2 separate regions of the Mus musculus genome follow, and region 1 is linked to region 2. The links are chromatin contacts, called in public promoter capture Hi-C maps. All regions are on one chromosome and are shown on one strand. The core of a region is the stretch at or near the end of the contact, and the rest is flanking DNA. Distances in the headings are between cores, read along the strand shown. Region 1 holds the start of 4632428C04Rik (RIKEN cDNA 4632428C04 gene). Region 2 holds the start of Mb21d2 (Mab-21 domain containing 2).

Region 1 (4,346 bases), core at 1,414-3,913, 1.1 Mb after region 2:
TGGCCAGTTGCACATGGGCTAACCTTGGCCAAGCTACACCAGAGTATGTGTGGGGTAGGTGTCTTGACAGGGTCACTGTTAGAAGCTCCAGGTGACAAGTGTCTCTGTTCTTTCTCTCTGTTACCCGCTGGCCACAGACTAGCTTGTAGACCTAACCTAAGCTTGTTCCCACCCAGCACTTAGGTGCCGCGGGTAGGAGTAGCAAGTTCATCGCCCACCATGGAATCAGACAAGAGCCACATCTGACTCGTCGGTTCCTGCAAACTACTAGGTAAGCCCTGGCTGATCGCTTGACTTTACCCAGCCTCAGTTTTCCCACCTGTGTATTGGAACTAGGTTTCCTGTGCCTTGTGCCCTTGGAAGCATTCCCACAGCTTTGGTGTGGCCACACCATTCCAAAGACTTGTTCTTCCACGCCCTGCCCCTCACTTTCTCCAGCTGTTTTCAGGCATGTCACAATGTCACACTACAAACCCAGCATCCCAATTTCTGCAGAATCTGTAGCATCCCTTTTTTTTTTTTAATTGACTTCCCTCACAGCAGTCTTCCAAGACAAACATGCTTGCCCCTTGATGCTTGCTAGTTCTGGCCTCTATTTATGCCCATATTTCTGGCACCAAGCAGGCCAAACACACATCGGCTTCAGCATCTGCTTCTTGGAACCCACCTAGGTCTACTGCTGTGGACTGAACTCTCTCCTGAAAACACAAGTCAAAATCTAACCCCTAACGTAACAGTATTCGGAAGCAGATCTTTGTAGAAACCGTTTGAGGTCTTAAGAACAGTATCCCCCATCTAACAGGGCTAGTGTCCTTATAAAAAGGCATGATCGAGCCCTCTGCCATGGGAGGACACAGAGAAAGTAGCTGCTGTGGCGACAATTCTGGAATTTCAGATTCTTTAAATAACACAGAAATGTTATGAGAAAGTGTTCTTGTTTTAATCCCAGTGTGGGGCTGTGGGGCTGCTTCAGATTGTCTGCAGCAGCTGACGTGATTTCCTCGTGCCCTAACAGAGGCACAGTTTTGCCAGCTGCAGACAATTTCTGCAGTTGTGTGACCTCTGGAATTCTGGGAACTTTTCAGAGGGTATGTAAATGCTAGAGCCACAATAGGCAGGGTGGGTGGGGTTTTGGATGCAGTTTTCTCATACTCAGAGAAGAAACAAAAGGAAAGAATTAGATTCAAGGATCTCTGTCTCCCCTTTATCCTTTCCTTCTTATCTAGTGATAGGTAGTGAAAAGGGGGTGGAGGAATAAAGGATGGGAAAAAGAAGAATCCACAAAAAGCGAAGACTATCTACAAACTGCCTATAAGCCAAGGAAGAGGGACTTCAGGGGAATTGAGTCACCTGTGCCTTATTCTTTGACTTCAACATCCAGAACTGGGCGTCAGTCAATGTCTGCCGCCAGTCTATGGTATTTTAGCAATTGTATATGGATTAATGACAGGGATCTCTCACTGACCTTATCATTATGGGAACTTCATAGAGTGCACTTATACAAAGTAAGATGGGTAAGGTGTCACTAGATGACATACTCTTTTGAGAACCACTGCCATGATGCATCCTGTCGTTAACTGGAGTTTCATTATTCAAAGCTTATAGCGCACCAAATACCACCGAATGCATTCTTTTCCCCCTTTTTTTCTTTTCTTCTTCCTCCTCCCTCTCTTCTTCATTAGATTCCCCAATAGAAAGCAGAGGCTGGCCTCAAACTTGTGATCTTCTTGCTTCCTACGTGCTGGGATCATAGGCCTGTGGCACCACACCCTACTCAGATTTATGTTCTGCAGGTGAGGGGAGAGATTTGAGATGGCAAGATTAGCCTGACCGAGGTCACATGTCTGGGCAATGAGGTTCTGAACCTGTGATAAATGGTATTGACAAGTGTTCATGTGGGGGTGCACTCAATCTGCAGAGTGGCTGTCACATGCAGAATTCAGTGTTGTTCATGGGGGGGGGGGGGTACATAGAAGGGTAGCCCGTCTTTGAATAAGAAGTTGCAGGAGAGAGAAAGACTAGTTAGGCAGGCCATGACCGGTACAGAGCGGGGACAGAAATCAAGTGCATGGGGACTTCAGGAGAGGCAGCTGTTGAACTGGATTAGGTTAGCCTGGGAAGAACCACAGAAGTGAGACCTCATCGCCCACTGTGAAGAACAGGCAGGGAGAAAAAACAGAAACAGATCATGCTGGAGGAGAGCTGGGTACAGCAGAGACCCCACCCAGGTCCCGAGCCTCCTACGGGGGTGGCATACACACACACACACACACACACACCTCGACCCCTCAGAAAGCAGCAGAGGCTGATGCTAGGTGAAGACCCTGGATCCCTGGACCCCGAGGTTTGCCCCCACCCCCATCTGATTTCGTCCCAACTGCCCTGGAAGGCAGCGACACCACAAGGAGCCTTGGCTGAAGAGACACTTGGCCACGGAGTGGAGAGCCAGGCTCGGAACAAGGTGCACTGCGCTGTCTCCAGTCTTGCATGGCTGCCACCCAGAATGTGACTTTGCCTACATCTCCCTGCATGGCTAGGCATTGGAAACCTTGTCCCTGGCTGACTTCTGGACCCATGTGACTCTCATCCAATGACTAGAGGGGAGGCTGCCCCCGCGTTGAGGTGCAGGGCTCTTGCCTAGCTCTCCGGGGGAAGGGTCAGGCAGAGTGGAACCTCCTGTTCAGGGCTGGCAAGGTCCAGACTGGAGCTGTCACACAACCCCATGAGGTCAGTCCCCTGCATAGCCCTCAGTTCTCTGGCCCTTTCCCGGAAAGAGGTCACCGCCCAGGAGCTCTCAGAACAGGGGCTCTCTGTGTCTAAGGCCGGCCTGGTGGAGCAGGAGGATGCATAAGGCCAGCGGGGGCAAAAGAAGGGCGTGCTGGGCCACTCGCTGCGGGTGGCGCCGCAGCCCCGGGTCGCCGGCAGGGACCGGCGTGTGGGCGGAGAGGCGGCGCGCGCTCGGAAGTGGCCCCGGGCGGCCTCCCAGGCGGGCGGCTCCTGTTTCCCGGCTCCCGGGCGGGCGGGCGCGGGCCAGCTGCTGGGAGGTGAGCGGAGCAGCGTTTTCCCACAGTCTGGGGCGGTGACACATGGCGCTCACACATTCCACAGCCGGCGGCCGCGCCAGGCCTGGCGGTGAGTCAAGGCAGCGCGGGGAGCTGCCGAGAGCAGGTTCCGACTTTGGCACCCGGCGCGCCGCCTTCCCGCCTTGCCCAGCCCGGCGGGGGCGGAGGGGGGAGGGGGACGCCGGTTAACCCTTGGCTACCTAGGCGTACAGCAGCAGAGGCTCCGATGCTTGTCCATTGAGGGGGGACAGAGGGGTGGGGGATACATCACCACGGCGGATACCTACACACCCTGTGTTCCTTGTGCGTTCTTTGCTTTTTTTAGACCGGGGGGGGGGGGGGGGAGGGGGTATCTGTAATCCAAACTAGTCTGAATTCATTGTGGCTTCAAACTCCTGGTGATGCTCCTAGTTACAAAGCAGAAAACCAGAGAAGTTGCTCGTTAGAGACGGTGCCACTTCTGGCTTTTAGATTCAGACACGAACTGCCAGAAAGACTGGAGGGGTGAGGGGAAGGCTTTTATCGTTACTGTCCCTTCATCTAGAGTCTCGCTTCTGAGTCTGACCACTGTGGCCAGGCCCAGCTCCCGTGTGTTTATTGACTGGATCAAAAGTCTAGGTCGCAGTTCCTTCTGGCAGTCGTTGTACAGATAGAAGCAAACAGCTGGAAGCCTGCGCGGACAAATGCACACCCACATAACCACACACTTTAAAAAAGGCGGGGGACTGTGACTGTGGTGGGTGTTGTCCCCATGGGAAGGCTGAGCACTCCAACCTTGGCTTCCCTTGGGCGTGTGTGAACTCTACATGACTTCTGCAGCTGTTGCTGCGTGCATCCCCACCCCGATCTGCATCTACCTATTCTGAGACCACACAAGCCCGCAGCTTTCATCAGACTTGAAGGTCCCACAGACCAAGGTTCAAAGTTCGCGCTTTTTTTTTTTTTTTTTTTTTGAGTCAGGGTCTTACTAATGTAGCCTAGGTTGACCCTGAAACTTACAGGAGCGTGCCACCACACCCAGCACCTGGTTTATCATTAAAGAGACTTAGGTGAAACCATCTGCCAGAAGTTTGGGACCTGTAAATGTCACCTCGGTGTCTAGATGTAGTTCAGGTTATCCCACACACACAGCCTTTGCTCTCACTACCCCATAGCACTCACTTGTGAGCCCCCCCCCCCCCCCCGCCCCCGGACCTGCCCAATCGCCATTTGCATCTTCCACAGCTCAGATTCTGTAGACCCTGGTAGGACTTTTCGAACTCTTCTTGGTTGGGGAAATAAACC
Region 2 (4,073 bases), core at 1,046-3,545:
GCGAGAATCTGCTTTAGAGAGAAGTAAATCCACATGGAGACCCTGGCTGTCGCTAAACCTTCGCTGGCCTAGAAAAGCCAGCACCTCATTAAAGGAAACCAAGGGATTCGAAAATGAATGCAGTACCACACACAGGCAAGCTCATTTCGCCATCTGCCCGGTAGTACCCAGAGGGGCAAAGGGCTTAGATGCTACTCTTGAAGTCTCTCTCCGGCAGGTGGAAATGCCAAAGTCCCAGGGGAGGGAAAGCAACCCTTCCAAGGTCAAAGGACTGAGAAGGGAGGGAAGCAAATCTTGTTTACCTGTCGGCAGTGCCACTGGTGACACTAAACACACGCATAAATTAAGTGCCCTGGAATAATTTACCTTTTGTATGTGACTTAAGACCTGACTAATTCACTGTATCGGATGAAGGGACCGTGCACAAGTCCCCATTGAGCCAGGCATTTAAACTTACTCTCCCCATCACCTCCCATGACTCTCCTCACCACTATCTCTACACACAGACAAGGGGGTGGGGGTGGGGGGCTAATATACCATAATGGCAGGCAGTGGTTAGCTATGCCAAAGAGAAAGACCATGGTTAAGCAACTTAAATAACTGCCTTGAGCTTTCTGTGTGCGCGCCTAACCCCACCCCCAACACCCGTCTTTCTGACAATCACTGGTTTGGTTCTAAGATATGGAGGGCTTTGTAAGGGCTTTTACACTCCTTTCTGAAAGCTGACTCCCACCACATCGTGAATTAAAATAATAATTCAATTAAACAGTCAAACATCCAAATATGGATCTTTCAACCACATTCCCCACCTAGAATACCTAGAATATACGTGTGGAGTGAGCAGGAGAAAGAAAACATACTCCCGCGTTTAACACGGCCCATCCAACTTGCTTAATTCTTCAGAGGACCAGTGGACCACATTCAATCGGTATCACTTCGACTTGAGCTAAGAGAGGCAAGAAAAGGTATCTGGAGGGAATAAGGTAGGAAGAAACAACAGTGCAATCTCGTTAGATCCCAAGAGAATGCAAAGACTCTGTCCTGTAGTTAAAAGGCCTTTGTCAATCACAATTACCACTATCTGAAAAATTGACTGTGGAAACCTTTGGAGAGCAAGGCTCCTCCAGTCCAGCCCTGCTGAATGTAAACCACGGGGCCACCACTGCTGCATGACAGCGCTACACACTCGAGGCTCCCAGCAGCGGATGCTCATTCTACAACTCAGAAGCAATAATCCCACCGCAGGACGCCAGGGATAGGGTTGGATCCCCGGAACCCATTATTTTTCTTCATCTTTCCAGACCCGTCGGTGAAGAGCTGGGGGATACGGTGGGAGAAATTTTTCTAACCCAGGGCTGCCCAGAGTGGGAAACTTGAGCACCTCTTAGCCATCAGTAGGACAATACACAAAGACGAGGGGGACAGCGCTCCTCCGCGGCCAGAGCTCTGAGCTTGGTCGTGTTCAAGCAAGGAATTAGGAATTCCAGCTCAGCAACAACCCGGAGAAGCACCGGAAATGCTTCCGACCCCTTCAAAGGGAAGTCGATTTGCAAATCAAAGTTGGAGGCAACTCCGGGCGCCCGGACTACTTCCGCGGGTTACTCTGGAACACCCAACAAGTTTGGCCACCCGGGGCTCGGCGTGACAGCGCCGCGCCGCAACCACGACAGAAGCAACTTGTCGCTCCAGCACGGGTCGGCCTCCACCACGGCCGCCCGGGGTTGCAGGAGAGCCGGTGTCAGCCGGCCGGAGCCGCTTGGGGACTCCCCAAGCCGGGAGGCGTCTCCCGCCGCCGCCTCACCTGCCCGCCAGCCCCGCGGCCGAGGAACCAACAAAAGAGCGGGCGATCGGGAAGGAGAGGGGCACCCCGCGCCGAGCGCAGCAGGCAGGAGCGGAGGGGGCAGCTGAGCTGGCGGTGGAGAGGAAAGGGGACCTCACGGAACCAGGGGTGACACCCCGGGCAAACGCCAGAGCGGGGACCATAGCTTCCACCCGCTCCATCACACCCGCGCACACACGCATACTCACACATCCTCCCCGTTCTCCTTACCCAGCATGGAAAAGATGAAATCCTTGGCAGTGTGGATCTCCAGCGCTCTCTGGTCGTCGTATTCCCGCTGGTCGTGCCTGGTGAATTCCTGGATGAGTTTGTTCAGTTCCTCCACCCGAGCTCCAGACCTGAAATCCAGCTCCGGGAAGGCAGGCTTGTTGTTGCAGCCCAGGGAGGCTGCCTTGCTGGCGGTGGGAGCCGCCATCTTCATGCAAAACGCGCCGAGCGGCGGCTCCGCGGCGGCCGCGGCACCCACCCCCGCCCCCCACCCCGCCCCGGCCTCCCGGCGCGGCTGGGCAGCCCGGCCCGTGGGCGGGCTGGCTTCTGGACGGGCCCCGCGCCGCGCTGCGCTCGGGGCGGCCGCGCTCCTTCGCGGGAGGAGCCCGACTGCGGCGAGGTGCGCGTGTGGCCCCGGCCCCCGGTCCTCCCGCCCCCGCCCGCTGCGCCGCTGCGGGCCCCTGCCCTCCTCGAGTCCTGCCGGGATCGGTGGCGGCGTCCGGGAGTGGACTCGAGCCTCCCCGGGGGCAAGGAAAGTGAAGTGGAAACAATGTGAAATTCACCAGCGCTGAAATCAACAAGCTGCCGGCTCCGGTGTTACGGAGCCAGCAGCAGCAGCATTCCCATTTAAAGGGACAGCGCACCCGGTGGGAAGAAAATAAATAAATAAATGGCAGAGGTTCGCGCGCCCGGATCACTTGCCAGTCCGTACTCGGGCTGACGCGCGTGGTGTGGACGCTTTCTTTCTCCACCTCCACCCCCGCCCCTCTTTAGGGGCAGGGCTTGCCAAGCGCATCCAAGGAGAAAGGAGTCTTCCTACTCTGATCTTAGGGCGGTGTCCCGGGCGAAAACGTGTCTGTGGGCGCCTTTCCAATGTCCATCCCGAGAACTTTAGTACCTTTGCTTGGTGGAAAAATATAAAATGTACCTTCTGTCCTTTGTCGCCTAGAATGATAAAATCAGCGAATCAAGAAGGGGTGCCAGTCATGCCGCGTATAGATACTTCCAATTAACCACTCAAGTATCCTCCTTACCTTTGCCCTTGGTAATTAGTTTGCCTGGGTAACAGCTCATTCAACTTAACATATAGTGCCTTAATGAGAGCCAACCTGCTCTCAGACAGATAGGAATCCAAATGCGGAATGTGGGGGAAGGAAAACAATGAATTGCCCCAGGGTACAAGGAAGATGGGAGTGGGAGAGGGAGTCTCCCTTTTGGCAAATAGAATTTGAGCACTCGCTATTAGCCAGACCGGAATGACTGGGATGAGTCCTGGGACTTAGCCCTCACCCTCACCCATGTCCCCACTGGAACTAGGGTTTTCAAGACAAGACTGCTGTAGTCCAAGTCTAGTTTATCAAGACCAAATGGCAGATGTGGTTTTAATGTTCATGTGATTCACACACTTAAGGAGGCCTATGGACCCCTAGGAACAATGGTGAACTGTCCTCTATCCCAGCCTGTGGTCCTATCGGCCCCTTTAATTTTCTTACCTGAGTTCTCATCACTGAAAACTCACATTACCTTGTAAGACCTGGACATCCAGGCCCTGCCATACTTACCCATGTGAATAGGATAACCATTACATCTTCATAGGCTGCTTTAAGAATTAGGTGAGATAAGACTGGACGGACACCATTTATTATAAAGAATGACACGTTAAGTAGCATGTTAAGTAGCCATTAGCTGTATCAGCTTCCACTGTTGATACAAACTTTAGGGTCCTGGGGTGAGTGTGTGTGTGTGTGTGTGTGTGTGTGTCCCTGCATTTACATACACTGCATTGTTGCCTGGTGCCTGCAGAGGTCACAACAGGGCATCAGTTCTCCTGAAACTAACGTTCCAGACAAATGTGAGCTGCCCTATGGATGCTGCGAGCTGAACACAGGGCCTCTACTACAAGAACAGGTGCTCTTAATTGCTAAGCCATCTCTCCAGCCCCTCCCACAGGATCTTTACAAAACACAGATTTGTAAAGATCCTCCCCTGGAATTTCCCTGCCTCTTCTTTCTGTTCTGTAAGCCCA

The links. Promoter capture Hi-C pulls out the DNA fragments that hold promoters and counts their contacts.
Region 1: a promoter capture Hi-C map of hippocampal neurons shows a contact between it and region 2, with 6 times the contacts expected there. The contact joins the promoter of 4632428C04Rik here to the promoter of Mb21d2 in region 2. A contact is called at or near these places in 2 of 39 promoter capture datasets (hippocampal neurons and liver).

What each region holds. Positions count from the first base shown.
Region 1 is chr16:30,006,004-30,010,349 of GRCm38.p6, forward strand. It overlaps 4632428C04Rik (RIKEN cDNA 4632428C04 gene), which reads left to right and starts at 2,664. Exons shown (of 3, transcript NR_033631.1): 1 at 2,664-2,727.
Region 2 is chr16:28,927,403-28,931,475 of GRCm38.p6, forward strand. It overlaps Mb21d2 (Mab-21 domain containing 2), which reads right to left and starts at 2,296. Exons shown (of 2, transcript NM_177718.3): 1 at 2,051-2,296. The coding sequence starts at 2,261.